Regions from separate parts of the Zea mays genome. Here region 2 is linked to region 1. The links are chromatin contacts, called in public Hi-C maps. All regions are on one chromosome and are shown on one strand. The core of a region is the stretch at or near the end of the contact, and the rest is flanking DNA. Distances in the headings are between cores, read along the strand shown.

Evidence for each region. Hi-C and Micro-C count contacts between places; a contact is called where the count stands out from the background.
Region 2: a Hi-C map of ear shows a contact between it and region 1, with 2.0 times the contacts expected there. The contact joins the promoter of LOC100280024 here to the promoter of LOC100381518 in region 1. A contact is called at or near these places in 2 of 25 Hi-C or Micro-C datasets (ear and tassel).

The regions. Positions count from the first base shown.
Region 1 is chr9:135,785,097-135,791,574 of Zm-B73-REFERENCE-NAM-5.0, forward strand. LOC100381518 reads left to right here and starts at 4,885. Exons shown (of 3, transcript XM_008660544.2): 1 at 4,885-5,284. The coding sequence starts at 5,273.
Region 2 is chr9:135,927,362-135,933,417 of Zm-B73-REFERENCE-NAM-5.0, forward strand. LOC100280024 reads left to right here and starts at 2,073. Exons shown (of 3, transcript NM_001152969.1): 1 at 2,073-2,191; 2 at 2,328-2,403; 3 at 2,508-3,709. The coding sequence starts at 2,156. The coding sequence ends at 3,439.

The DNA of each region.
Region 1 (6,478 bases), core at 3,635-6,134:
TGTCCATTCTAGCGGCTACGCGTCCTGTGTATTTCTATATCATCGAATCCCTCGCCAACGCCTCTGTTTCGACGAAGCCGAACGTGTCGTGTTTTATAATGGCAATAAATGCCACCTACTCTCCCGTGAATCTCGCAGAAGACCATGCCAAGAACTATTTCAACTACTCTAACTCGACACTTCCGTGCCCCTGTACAGGCTAGGGATCAGGCACATGCCCATGCTTTCGAGCCTAGCCTCGGCTCTCTACCCCGTCAAGATAAATGGCTACAGGGATCGAGTGTCCTTCTCCTGACCAAAAGACGACACAAGAATGAGAGCCATCCCGCCAGCCATGCCGCTACATGGCTTGGACACATCTTCTCTGATCACAACAACAGCATAACCACCCCTATACTCCTGGACCTCCTCCTTGTCACTATAAAAGGAGGAGCATGGGGCCTTCTATTGGGGGCGACAGGACTTCACGGCTCACAACTGACCTCACTCCCGATATTGGCACTCACCTCAATCATGCTTACAGACTTGGGATTCACTCCCTCTCGACTCGCTTGTATCCCCTACTACGAGCACTTAGGTGTAAGATAATACAAGCCTTCCTCCCCCACTGGAAGTAGGGTCTTCTCTTTCCCGAACCAAGATAAATCTTGTGTCTTCTTGCATCAACCATCCGGGACAGGAGCACGCATCACAAATTTACTAGTTGGTTAGGACCCCCAATTTCCAAAACACCGACAAATAGGGAATCAATCTCTGGTATATCTAGGAATAGTTAATGTAATGTGTCCTATACGAGTTTAGTGTGTCTTAGAACAAATATTCATGTCTAAGAGCTTTTCACATGTGTGATAGATGGGTTGTAAGACTGGCATGTGGGACGAATGGGTTGATGGGATGTTGACTTCTATATTCAAAACATTCTTTTAGGATATTGTGTTTAATAGATCATGTACTTCAAGGAAACAAGTTTATCATGTCACTAGTATGAATAGTTCCTACCATTCAAGAGTAATATCTCTTCCAAGGGTAGGACTTATCTGCATGGTATGATATATGTGCATATACTTTGATTATAAAAAATATTGTAATGACATCCTATAAATTTTAGGAGTAAATGCAAAGTGTAGAAAATTTTAAAGAACTAATATGATAACTAATTTATAAAAGTAATCAAATAAATCATTAGTAAGCAAAGTCACATGTAGCATAAAAGTGTGACCTGTTGCATGGTAACTTTTTGTTTCCAATTTAGTTAGATGCATAAACAAGACTTCTCAACTTCTACCATCCATAATGTCACATGAGTCACCCAACACTATGATTCTGATTTCTATTTAAACATGTAGGCACATCACATACTAGACAACACAAATCTTGCCATCCACATTGGCACGAGTTTTTTCAACCCTTACATCCAGTTTTTGTCAACGTGCAATCACATAATAATGACCATATAGTGCATGTTTAGTATGCTTCCTTGAGGCTAGATTACTCAGCGGATACAATTATTTTCATGTGTTAAATCATTATAGAGTAAGTCAAGGTGTAGGAGAGGGCCTTTAGCCAGATATGAGATTCTAGCCAACATATTCTACCATGGAATTTAAAACAATAAGAAAAATATTCCCTTTCTTCAATATTTTCAAACCAGGTAAGTCACGGGTCGTGGATGAGAGATAGGTTATGCATAGCCAATAAGTATAACATGTTGTATTGTAACTTTTCATTTCCATTTCAGTTAGCAAAATGTATACAGGACTTCTCAAATTCTACCATCCACCATATCACGCGGGTCACTAACTCTATGGTCACCATTTTTCTTTCAACATGTAGGCACATTGCATACTAGAAACCCCAAATTCTAACGTCCACACCGACACAAGGTTCTTCAGTGTTGCGTTCAAATTTTCTTGTCGACGTGTAGAAACATACTAATGACCAAATACGATGTGATTGGTACACTTCCCTAAGGCTTGACAGTATATGGATACAACTTTTTCTTATGTTATGTCATTGTAGATACTCTTTAGATAGGTCAGGAAGGTGCAAGAGATGGTCTTTACCTAGATCTAAGCCTTTAGTCTAACATATTTCACCTAAGAATTTAATACAATAGAAAAAATATTTTCATATTTTCAACCAAGTATGTCACGTGATTGGTGTCACACGAAGACAAAAAGTATGACCTAATGCATAGTAATTTCCATTTCTATTTCATTTAGCAAGCACAAACAAGACTTATCAAGTTTTACCATCCACAACATCACGTGGATCACTAAACTTCGTGGTCCCCATCTCTGTTTCAACATGTACACGCATGGCATACTAGACGACATCCCAAATCGTGTTGTCGATGCCAACACACTGTTTTTCAGTGCTGCATTCGAATTTACTTGCCAACGTGAAGGCACATACTAACAACCATAAAAACGTGTTTGATTCACTCCCTTGGGGCTAGATAGAGTTCGGTGGATACAACTTTTGCATGCGTTACGTCATTGCAGAGGCCCTTTAGAAGGTCACAAAGGTGCAATAATAGATGAGATCTGAGCTTTTAGCCAAACATATTTCACTCGTGACTTTAATTTTAAATAATTAGAAATGTTATATTTCTTTAAAATTTTCAAACAAATTCTGATGTTTTCATATCAAGCAAGTCATTGGTCTTGAGTGAGAGGGGTCACACACATAGCCTAAAAATATGACATGTTGTGTGGTATCTTTTCATTTTTGTTTTAGATAGCAATCATGCACAAGGCTTCTCAAATTTTGGCATCCACAATGTCATGGGTATCACCCAACTCTATGGTCCCCATTTCCGTTTCAGCAAGCGCCTGCGTCATACACTAGACAATTCAAATCCTGCCATCCACACTAACACGAGATTTTTTCGAGTGTTGCGTCTAGATTTTCTTATCAGTGTGCAAGCACATAGTAATGGCCATATAACAAGGCGTGTTTGATACGCTTCCCTACGGTTATACAGCTCGATGGCATGTGTTATGTCACTGTAGACGCTCTTTAGATAGACTAGAAAGATGTTGGAGAAGGCCTTTAGCTACATTTTATCCTTTAGCCAGATATATTTATTCAGAACTTCAAAAAAAATATTATTTTCTTAGGTCATTCTATACTTGTCGTTCTCAGCTAAATTGTATCTCACTTATTGCTATAATGAAGAGAGGAAATGAAGAGACTAGAACTATTGTTGGGGGCCTTCGCCTTCCGAAGGTCCTCAAAGACATGATTTGACAATATTTTCCAAGTAAAATATGTGAACAGGTATCTTCGGAATCAGGTTACGGGTATACAAGTGTCTGGTCAAGACGAAGCTTGAGCGGGACGGAAGGCGATCATGACGAAGGATAAGATGATCACGAAGCTATGTGCAGAAAAGCTTCGGTATGACGGCAGAAAAGAGGAACCGACTTAAAGATGAAAAGTCAAATTAGACCTCGAAGAATTATTATAGAGTTATTGATAAATGTAAAGGGCATTAATGTAATTCTACACGGGCTGCGTCTCGCGCCTATAAATAGATGGCATTCGCTTTTTGCATCACGCTTGTACCTTTACTTTTCATCAATCTGAAGGTACATTTATAATTTGTTATTATAAATTTGATAATAAAAATAAGTTGATGATAATATCTGTATTATTATTCATATTTCATATATGTTTTCTTCTTCATCATCTATCGAACTTACGAAGGTCTTTTCCTTCGTGACCTTCGTCCGGAATTCATTATATCCGAAGGGACGTAATGTCTTTAAGGACGAAGGACTTTTACATTTAACAGTTTTTATGTTGCCTTGTTCTTAACTCTTAGCATTTTAGAGCAAGTCTCCAACAACTATATTAACTCCTCTTTTATAAGGATTCTCGAATCATGGGCGGATTTAGGGGTGTTTGTCGGGGTCAGCCGAGCCCCGATAAAAATTATAAATCCTTTAGAAAAACATTGTTAAAGTTTAAGAAAATTTGTATCATATAGCAAACCTGATCTTGCTGATCCTGACAATATTTTTGGCTAGATTCGCCAGTGACTTGAATCCTTCTCTTTATAGCTAGAAAAAGGAGAATTCCTACCTAAAACTAGTCTAGAGAGAACAAGGAAACCCTTGCCAAACTGTTCATGGATTTATAGTTGGAACAATAACATTTCTCAAGTTCTTATAGATTATATGGAAATCAAATAAATTTGTTTCTTGAGAGAAACTGGACCAGCCCGTTACATATGTTAGATAAGTTTGTTTAAGAAACCAAATCCCAAAGAGGTGAAGCAAGGGCAACCGTGCTCTAAACCTCTAACCACGCTAAACAACCAATTACAATCTTTACCAAAGCGGCGAAGGCAAACGATTTCTTGCTTATCTAAGGCTTTGTTTGTTTCCTTTTAAAATTATATAATCCAACTTATGGATTATATAAGCACTTAAGCCATGTTCGTTTCCCTCCTAGATTATATAAGTTAGATTATGTTGATAGGGTAAGAGAGTAAAATATTATTTTAGATTATAAATAAGCTAAAATAAGCTATTAAATGTTGGCTTATTCTAGCTTAATATGTAATGTCAAGTGATATTTTATCCTTCTAACATAATTTAACCTATATAATCTAAAAGGGAAACAAATACATTTTTATTAACTTGTTTATGGATTATTATAATCTATATATCTAGATTACATAATTCATCTAATAATTTATATTGTTTGTTTACCTCTTAAATTATTTAAGTTAGATTATATAATCTATAGGATAAATAAACTAGGCCTAACAAACCAAACACACCTAGGTTTGCCTGGTGTTGTGACCCTCGTTTCCGTTACAATCCAGGCGGCCCAAACCCGGTCCGGGCTATTTTCCGCCGGTCTACCGCGACACCACCACACACACACCACGGCACCACCAATTTCCGTCTCTCCCCGTCACCGTCCTCTCTTCTCTTCCTTCCTTCTCTTTGCCTTTAAAGCCCGAGCACCCCCTCTCCAGCCCCGTCCCCGCCTCCTCTCTCCCTCTCTACACTCCAACGGTCCAACCCACCACCGTCCTCGGCCGGTCCTCGGCCTCGCCGTACTCTCCACTCTCCATACCCTGCGGCGCGCTGCTCGTACTCTTCCCTGCCGCAAACCATCAGTCAATCTCGCCGCTCCTAGCGTCCGGTTCAGAGATTCTCTCTCGCTACCGGCCGGGGCCGTCTGTTTCTCGTCCGAGAGGTCGGAGGGCTCCTCGTGGCCGGAGCCTGGGGCAGGACCTGCCAGAGCGGCGTGCATGAAGACTAAGGTTTGCCCGTCTGTCCTGTTCCCTCTAATCTCGCATTCGTTCATGCTCCCGCTCCGCTCGAGAGGCTGTGCTGCTCTCGCTTGGTAGCGCGTCGCACGGTCCCTCGTTTTGCGATGGGTTCGTTGCCTTGGGGCGCGCTCCTGTGCTCCGCCATGGGGATTTCGTCCGTGATCACGCGCTCCCGGCGTGTTTCTCTACGCTCGTATCCGTGCTTCGTGCCACGTGGCCGCGCGTTCTTGGGTGCTGGTCCGGGCGTCGGTTTGGTCGGCCGTGTTTCTTGGCCGCGAGCCTGTGCTCGATTTCTCCTTTCGTTTGCTGGTGGTCGGTTCAGTTGCTTGGTTTCCACGGTGTCTGCAGGATTTGCAGTCGTGGGCCGTAGGATTGTGGTGGTGCCTGGCCTGAGATAGATTCGCAGGATGCGGTTTGTTGTTTGATCGGTGCCTGTAGAATTTACTTGGTTTGCTTGATCTCGTGGCTCTGGTTGTTGTCGTGTAGGCTTACGGTGACGGTGAGGAGCTGGACAAAGTGTTGGCCAATAGGTTCTGTTCATGATGGTGCAGTGCTTCTGTGCTTGATGGCTTGGTGCTGTTAAATAATTTTGCATTGATTGTGGTCCGTGCAGTGATTGAATCCTCCAATTCGTTTTTCTGTTTCTTTTGTGACACACATTACACTTGAGGCCTATGTTTATCGATGGCCCCTCGTTGATGAATCTTATACATAGTAGGCACTGACTTCATTTGCTGCCTGCAAGAGCTAGCGTGCCTGTGTTTCCATGTTATGCAAATTTTCTGTTGGAACCGATAGTACATCATTTTGATGACCCTGGAGTTGCTGTAGTATTGTTTCCTCTACTACAATTTCTTGCATGGCAGGAAACCTTATTGCATTCTGCTGTTTATTCCACAGTAAGATTGCAACTAATAGACAGGAAAGTCAACTCCTTTCCTGAAAACATTTCCACCCTTAATCTTACGTTCGAGATATTATGCTAGGTTTTAATTATTACAGATACAGCTAATCATATCAACATCTATATATGTACTTCATATGCTCACTTTTACTGCAAGGGTAGTAAATTACCACTGTTGGTTTCCTTCTTGTTGCAGATAATTTATTCAAATGCATACTAACTCACAAGAATTCTTAAAAAATAAAAGGAAGAAATTTTGCACATGCATGCTCCTAGTTTAC
Region 2 (6,056 bases), core at 823-3,322, 140 kb after region 1:
GAGCTGCTGCTGAGCTCGGATGGTTGGTAGTGGTAGCTGCCGGTGGTGGCTGTGGCTGTGGCTGTGGCTGGGCGAGCTGGTGCCCCCCGGTGTGCCGAGTGCAGTCCAGCGTGCCATCACCCGCCGCGTCCGTGGACGCATTGGTGGCGTCGGCGTCATCGTCCTGCCCAACATGGCAACATGGACCAGCAGCAGCAGGCCCCGCCCGAGAAGTGCTGATGTCGTCGTCATCGCCGGACTATATATACTGGTGCTGCTGGGCCCGCGTGTTTTGCGGTGGTGGAGGTGGAGCCGTCGTCTGTGCAGATAACTACAATGGATTAGAGTACGGTGGGGGAGCATTAATATATAGCCTCCTTATAGTCTAGCTATTGTGTCCGCAGATATACCTTAGTTTAAAAACCACAAATGTGCCACACATGCATGATCAATGCGATGCGATTTGAAATGTTCATCTACACATGTCTAATGTGCATGTGTCTGCATGCACACATGGTAGTTGTGTTATTCTGTGTGGTGTGATGGCTGATAAGAGTGTCGGTTTGGGGGCATTTAACTATTTGTCATCCTTACGAAATCTTCTTAATCATGTGTCATTGGCACATGAATCACTGACATGCCAAAAAAATTGCCATCCACCACCAAATAGTGGCAAATAGTTATTTTTTTCCATCGGTTTAAGGTTGGGATCAGGGTTGGATTAGAGTTGGGATTGGGATGCAAAGGGAAAAAAGGTGTAAGGCTACCTCCCGCACTCTTTCTTATCATATATATCTCTTATTTCAATTTTTTACTTCATAAACAGTGCAGTCTACCAGGCAAAAATTAATGTTCTACGTATGCACGATCTACTGCAAATAGCCTAACACCTAGGCCACTACAAACCAAGAATATCACTAGTCTCTTTCATGATAAATTAGAGTACAAAAATCCGATAGCATAAATCTATAAAAAGAGTAAAATACGGAAGCAACGAAGAAAACTATAATGAAAAGGGGGTTTCACCTCAATTAATAATATTAAACGACTACGGGTACTAGTGGTTGTTAATTCTAGTTTTATTACAACAAAGCAAAAATATTATTACTATCGTCAAGTGTAGAATTAATAGTGAAGATGTGTTGCTAATGCTCTATCCTAGGTTAAGAGGTAACATGGACATATGGTGCATACCAAACTCCACTATGCTCGGCTAAAAACTTTGCAACATGTGTGTGAGCATGTCTCGTATTTGGTGCACATGTTCGGTGCACCACCAGATACGTCCGGTACACATAAAAGATGCATAAAGAGCGCTTTCTTGTTTTTTCCCTCAAGCATGCTAACTCTCCAATGTTTTTCAAAAAAAAATAGAGCACATTTAACATTTTACAAAGTATTTTTAATAATCATTTCATTTCCTATGTATACACATAATTTTAACACCTATTGGCACTAGATGACCATGCTATCTAAGGGCTTGTTTGGGACAAAGGGTAATGAAGGGGATTGAGGGGGCTATAATCCCTCACTATTCAAAATTAAGTAGTAGGGGGTTCTAGCCCCCTTAATCCACTCCATTACCTTTGATCCCAAACAAGCCCTAAAGCTCCATAGTATGTTCATCTAACCTAAATTTAATCATACACTCTATTGTGTTTTGACCAACAAAGCAAAATTCCATGGCTGTACCGTTGCCTTAAACCCTTTTATTTTGCTTTTTTTCCTTCCCCTTTACATTTGAGCACTTAATTGTTATTTGTGGCCTTCACTATTCTTTCTATGGTTGCTATTCGGTGATCAATCTTAAATTTGGAGTAACCAAACTCATTCACAGTACTATAGGCCCAAAGTGTTGACTACCTGGGCGGCAGCCCGGCGGCTAACCGTAGCTCCGCTGTACAGCTGCTAGTCCTAAACTCCTAGCAGCTAGCATTGCAGTTGAACCCATTTTATTTGAAAAAAAAGAATAGAACTAATTTGAACCGATTGGCCCAGGTGTCAGAGAGCCCATGTATACCTTTTGGCCCATTCCTTCCTCATTCGGCTATAAGATGAGCACCTCGGCTGCCGTTACCGCCTTCCTCCCATAACAAAGCCACGTTAGCCGAGAGCTCCTCTGCTCCTCTCGTGTCTGGCCGAACAGGCAGAGCGACCAGTCTCCAGAGCGCTCCCCATGGCGTCAGGAGCTGCGGCGGCCCCTGTCGTTCAGGTGAGCGTCCATGGCTTTTTCACCTGCCGCCGAGTACTCGAATGCTCTTCGATCCCATACCATCATATGAGCTGCCAATTTGGTTGCTAGGTCGTCGTAAATGCTAACCCCCCCTTGATTCTTCCGTTATCTCCAGACTGTGGTGCTGAAGGTTGCCATCCACTGCCATGGCTGCAAGAAGAAGGTCCGGAAGGTGCTCAGGGGCATCGAAGGTGCGTGCCTAGCCGTCTAGAAACACATGCCTCTTGCGAGTCAGCAGGTTCCTGCATACATTTTTGGCTGAACCGAGCGGGGTGGTTCTGGTGATTGTTTTCAGGCGTGCAGGACGTGACGGTGGACGCCTCGCAGCACAAGGTGACTGTGACGGGCACCGTGGACGCCGACACGCTCATCAAGAGGCTGTACAAGTCCGGCAAGAAGGGAGTGCCCTGGCAGTGTCACCCGCCCGCCAAGAACAGCGAGCCCGCGCCGGAGGCCCCGCCGGCTCCGCAGCCTGCCGGCGACGGCGGCAAGGATGCTGCTGCTGCTGCTGCTGTGGCCGCGGCGGACAAGAAGTCGGAGGAGGCGGTGAAGGAGCCGCAGGGCGAGAGCTCCGAGGAGGAGAAGAAGAAGCCGGAGCAGGAGGACGGGGCCGCAGAGAAGAAGCAGCCCGAAGCAGAGTCGTCAAAGGAGGTGGAGAAAGTGGAGGCGAAGACGGACGGCGGTGACAGCGAGGGAGCTGAGACGAAGCAGGCCAAGGGCGCAGCAGAGCCGGCAAAGGAAGCCCCTGCCGCTGCCGGCGCTGCCAATGACGAGGACGAGGCAAAGAAGAGCGACAAGGCCAAGGACGCCGGCACGGCGGAGCCTGCCGCCGTGACGACGGAGAGGTCCCTTCCTTTGGCGCCGGCGCCAAAGCACGCGTACGAGCATGAGTACCGGCCGCCCTACTACGTCGCGCCCGCGCAGCCGGTGCTGAGCTACCACGCGGCGCAGCGCAGCTCGAGCGTGTCGCACTTCGCGCCGCAGGCGCAGCCGGCGTACTCCACGCAACAGGCGCACCCGCATCAAGCGTACTACTCCGCGCAGCCGCAGCCGGGGAAGCAGTGGTCGCCGTCGTACCTGTACATGCCGTACCCGCACGCCGCGGCGCCGGAGCCTTACTACCAGCAGGACTACTACGGCCCGCCCGGGATGCACGCGTCGCCTATGCACGACTCGTCGTACCGCATCTTCGACGACGAGAACCCCAACTCCTGCAGCGTCATGTGAGAGGAGAGCGGATCGGCGCGGCCCGGGCCGCCGTGGCCAGCAGCAGCAGCAGCAGCAGGTAGTTGGGGGGAGGCGGCGCCGCTAGCTACCGCAATAGAGAACCCTCTCTCTCTCTGTGGTTGTAAGTAGAGTAGCCTGTTGCTGGCCTCTTCCACTTAGTATAGAGGTCAAACCTCTCTCCATGCACGACAGAGCTTTTTCTTCGTTTCCTTTTAATATCTTTTTTACTGTTTCTAATGATAATGAGATACGCACGCGCGTTTACCTGTAGTGATGTTCACCGCGTCTACGCCCGCCGGCTACTTCAAGAAATTTTGTACTATGGGCTAGGACAAATAGATATACGTATATGGCTAGCTAGTAGTTTTCTCTGTCTAGAGAAAGGCAAATGCGTATTTTGTATCTCCTTATTAGTATATATTACTCCTGCCTGACCGAATATCCTTCCACTTCTACTCGTCAGTTGAAACATCAGTGATCACTGATCAGTCTTCGACCTGCCATTTGGTTTTTTTAAAACAACTTAGAAAATTGGGTCTTTGGACCTGCCGTAAGCTGGATGAGTTTACAAGTGAGGTGGCTGTGGTTTGTTTGGAATTCGCTTTCTGTGCCAAAGTCTGTTGCTCGCTCCGTCCTCTCATAGAGTAGTAGTATCTGTGGTCAAAACCCATGCATGCAGCCTCCGGATGGAGAAGCTCGTGCTCAACACAGAACAGAAGGATTTCTTCTCTCTTATCCACACGCCTCTAGGGTGGCGTCACACAAACCCCCTAACCCTTAAGCGACCGAACCATATGGACGTGACGACATCGAACCACAGAGTCTATATATATATGTACCGTACGTACCGTGTAGGGTCTACGCGCACCTCCACTTGGGCCATAGTTTTAATCGCTGATGCTAACCCCTCTTCTTTGGACGACGCGAGCACGATAATGATGATTAAGGCCATGTTCGTTTTTCACGGATTAGACCAGGATTCATTCCAATTTATTAAAACTTACATAAATTAGAGAAACAATCCGGCCAGGAACCGTTCCAGGCCTTCAATCCGTGAAAAACGAACAGGCCCTAATTGCATCGTGATGGCTAAGCCGGCAGGCCAGGCGGCACAAGGGTTAAGCGCCTCGGCGCCGGGTCAGGCCAAGCTGGGCGGTTAATTTGTTTGTGGAGGCCTCCCCCCCCCCTCTCCTTTTAAATATATACGCCAGGCTCATCAGCTTTGTCGTCCACATGCCAATGATCCACCCTCACATGATTATTATTATATATAAGAGTCCGGTCGCTAATAAGTAATCGCACCCCCCCCCTCAGATCTACTAATCTAATCTAATCTAATTATTTTGTGAGGAGCTTGCATGACGAGAGCAGCAGCAGCAGCAGCAAATCAGTGGCCTAAAGCAAAGCTTAATGCTTGCTTGTTAATTAATTGGGCACTTGACGGGGTGTGGAGACAATGGATGCGACGGAAGTAGGCCACTCTGCACCCACCTGCTGGCTGGGTTGGTTGTTTGACAACTACGTGACTACTATTCAACAATCCAGCATATATACATATGATGATACAGGCTAAAACCTGTGATTAGCGTTCGGATCAAGAAGCGCTAGGCATGCATAACCGTACCTGAAAGCGGAGCCGGCACATGGCGTGCCATGCACCAAACTCGCTGATTCTCATTCATTCATTGATCTGGCTGAATGTCCTTTTCGTTGAGTCGATATATATATACTCGATACCAAACAAGTTCAATCCTACACACACACAGGACAAAACGTCCGGAACATCATTGCGTGTGCCAGGCTGCAGGTTTACGGACCAATTAATCGCCAAAAAGCCCAGCCTCGCCAGCGGCGTTGGCACAAATGATCCCCATCAGCGTGGGTTTTGGCGAAAAGCTCTGTACCGCCACTCTCACTCTCTGAGCCAAGCCAGTACGTATATCTTTTGTTGAGGACCACCGGTTCAGCGTCAGCGCCAACAGCGGCAGCGTACCCGCCGCCGCCGGTGACACAGACAAGACCTAATTCCGAGCTGGGGAGCAGTGGGGCGGAGTGGGATAGGGTATGGTTGGTGCAATAGCCCCTCCGCACGATGGATGTTGGCCTTGGCCTGCCATTTGCTATCCCGTTTCCGAGAGAAAACTGTCACGCAGTTTCAACGCCCGGTCGCTGTCGCCGGTGGATCGGATGGATCGCAGGAGCCAGAGGCGTCGGATTCCTTGGGACGGACGGGGCCGGCCATGAGGCCCCAAACCAAACGCGTCCTGCTCAGGTCGAGTTCGAGTCAGATCCCCGGAGATCTCGTGGAGCCCCGGTGGTAACCTTTAGTCCTTCGTTAGGCATGGGCAAACAGTCGGTTCACGCACTTTGGCTTTAGTAACGTAGAGCCTGCATGCTTTCGGTTAATTATCATGGTAGTAGGTCTTAAGCGCCAGCTAGCTGCAACAAATCTTGTATCGCACACGCTGGATCAGCAAAGGTAGCTTTCGAGTCATCCCATTGCGTTTGGGCCCGGCCTCCTCCCACTCACGCTGCATCCGTCTTGCTTCCTTCACTTTGCTGTTTGCATGATGGAGAAACGCCCCATCTTGCTCTCTGGTGTTTAAGGATTCCACAT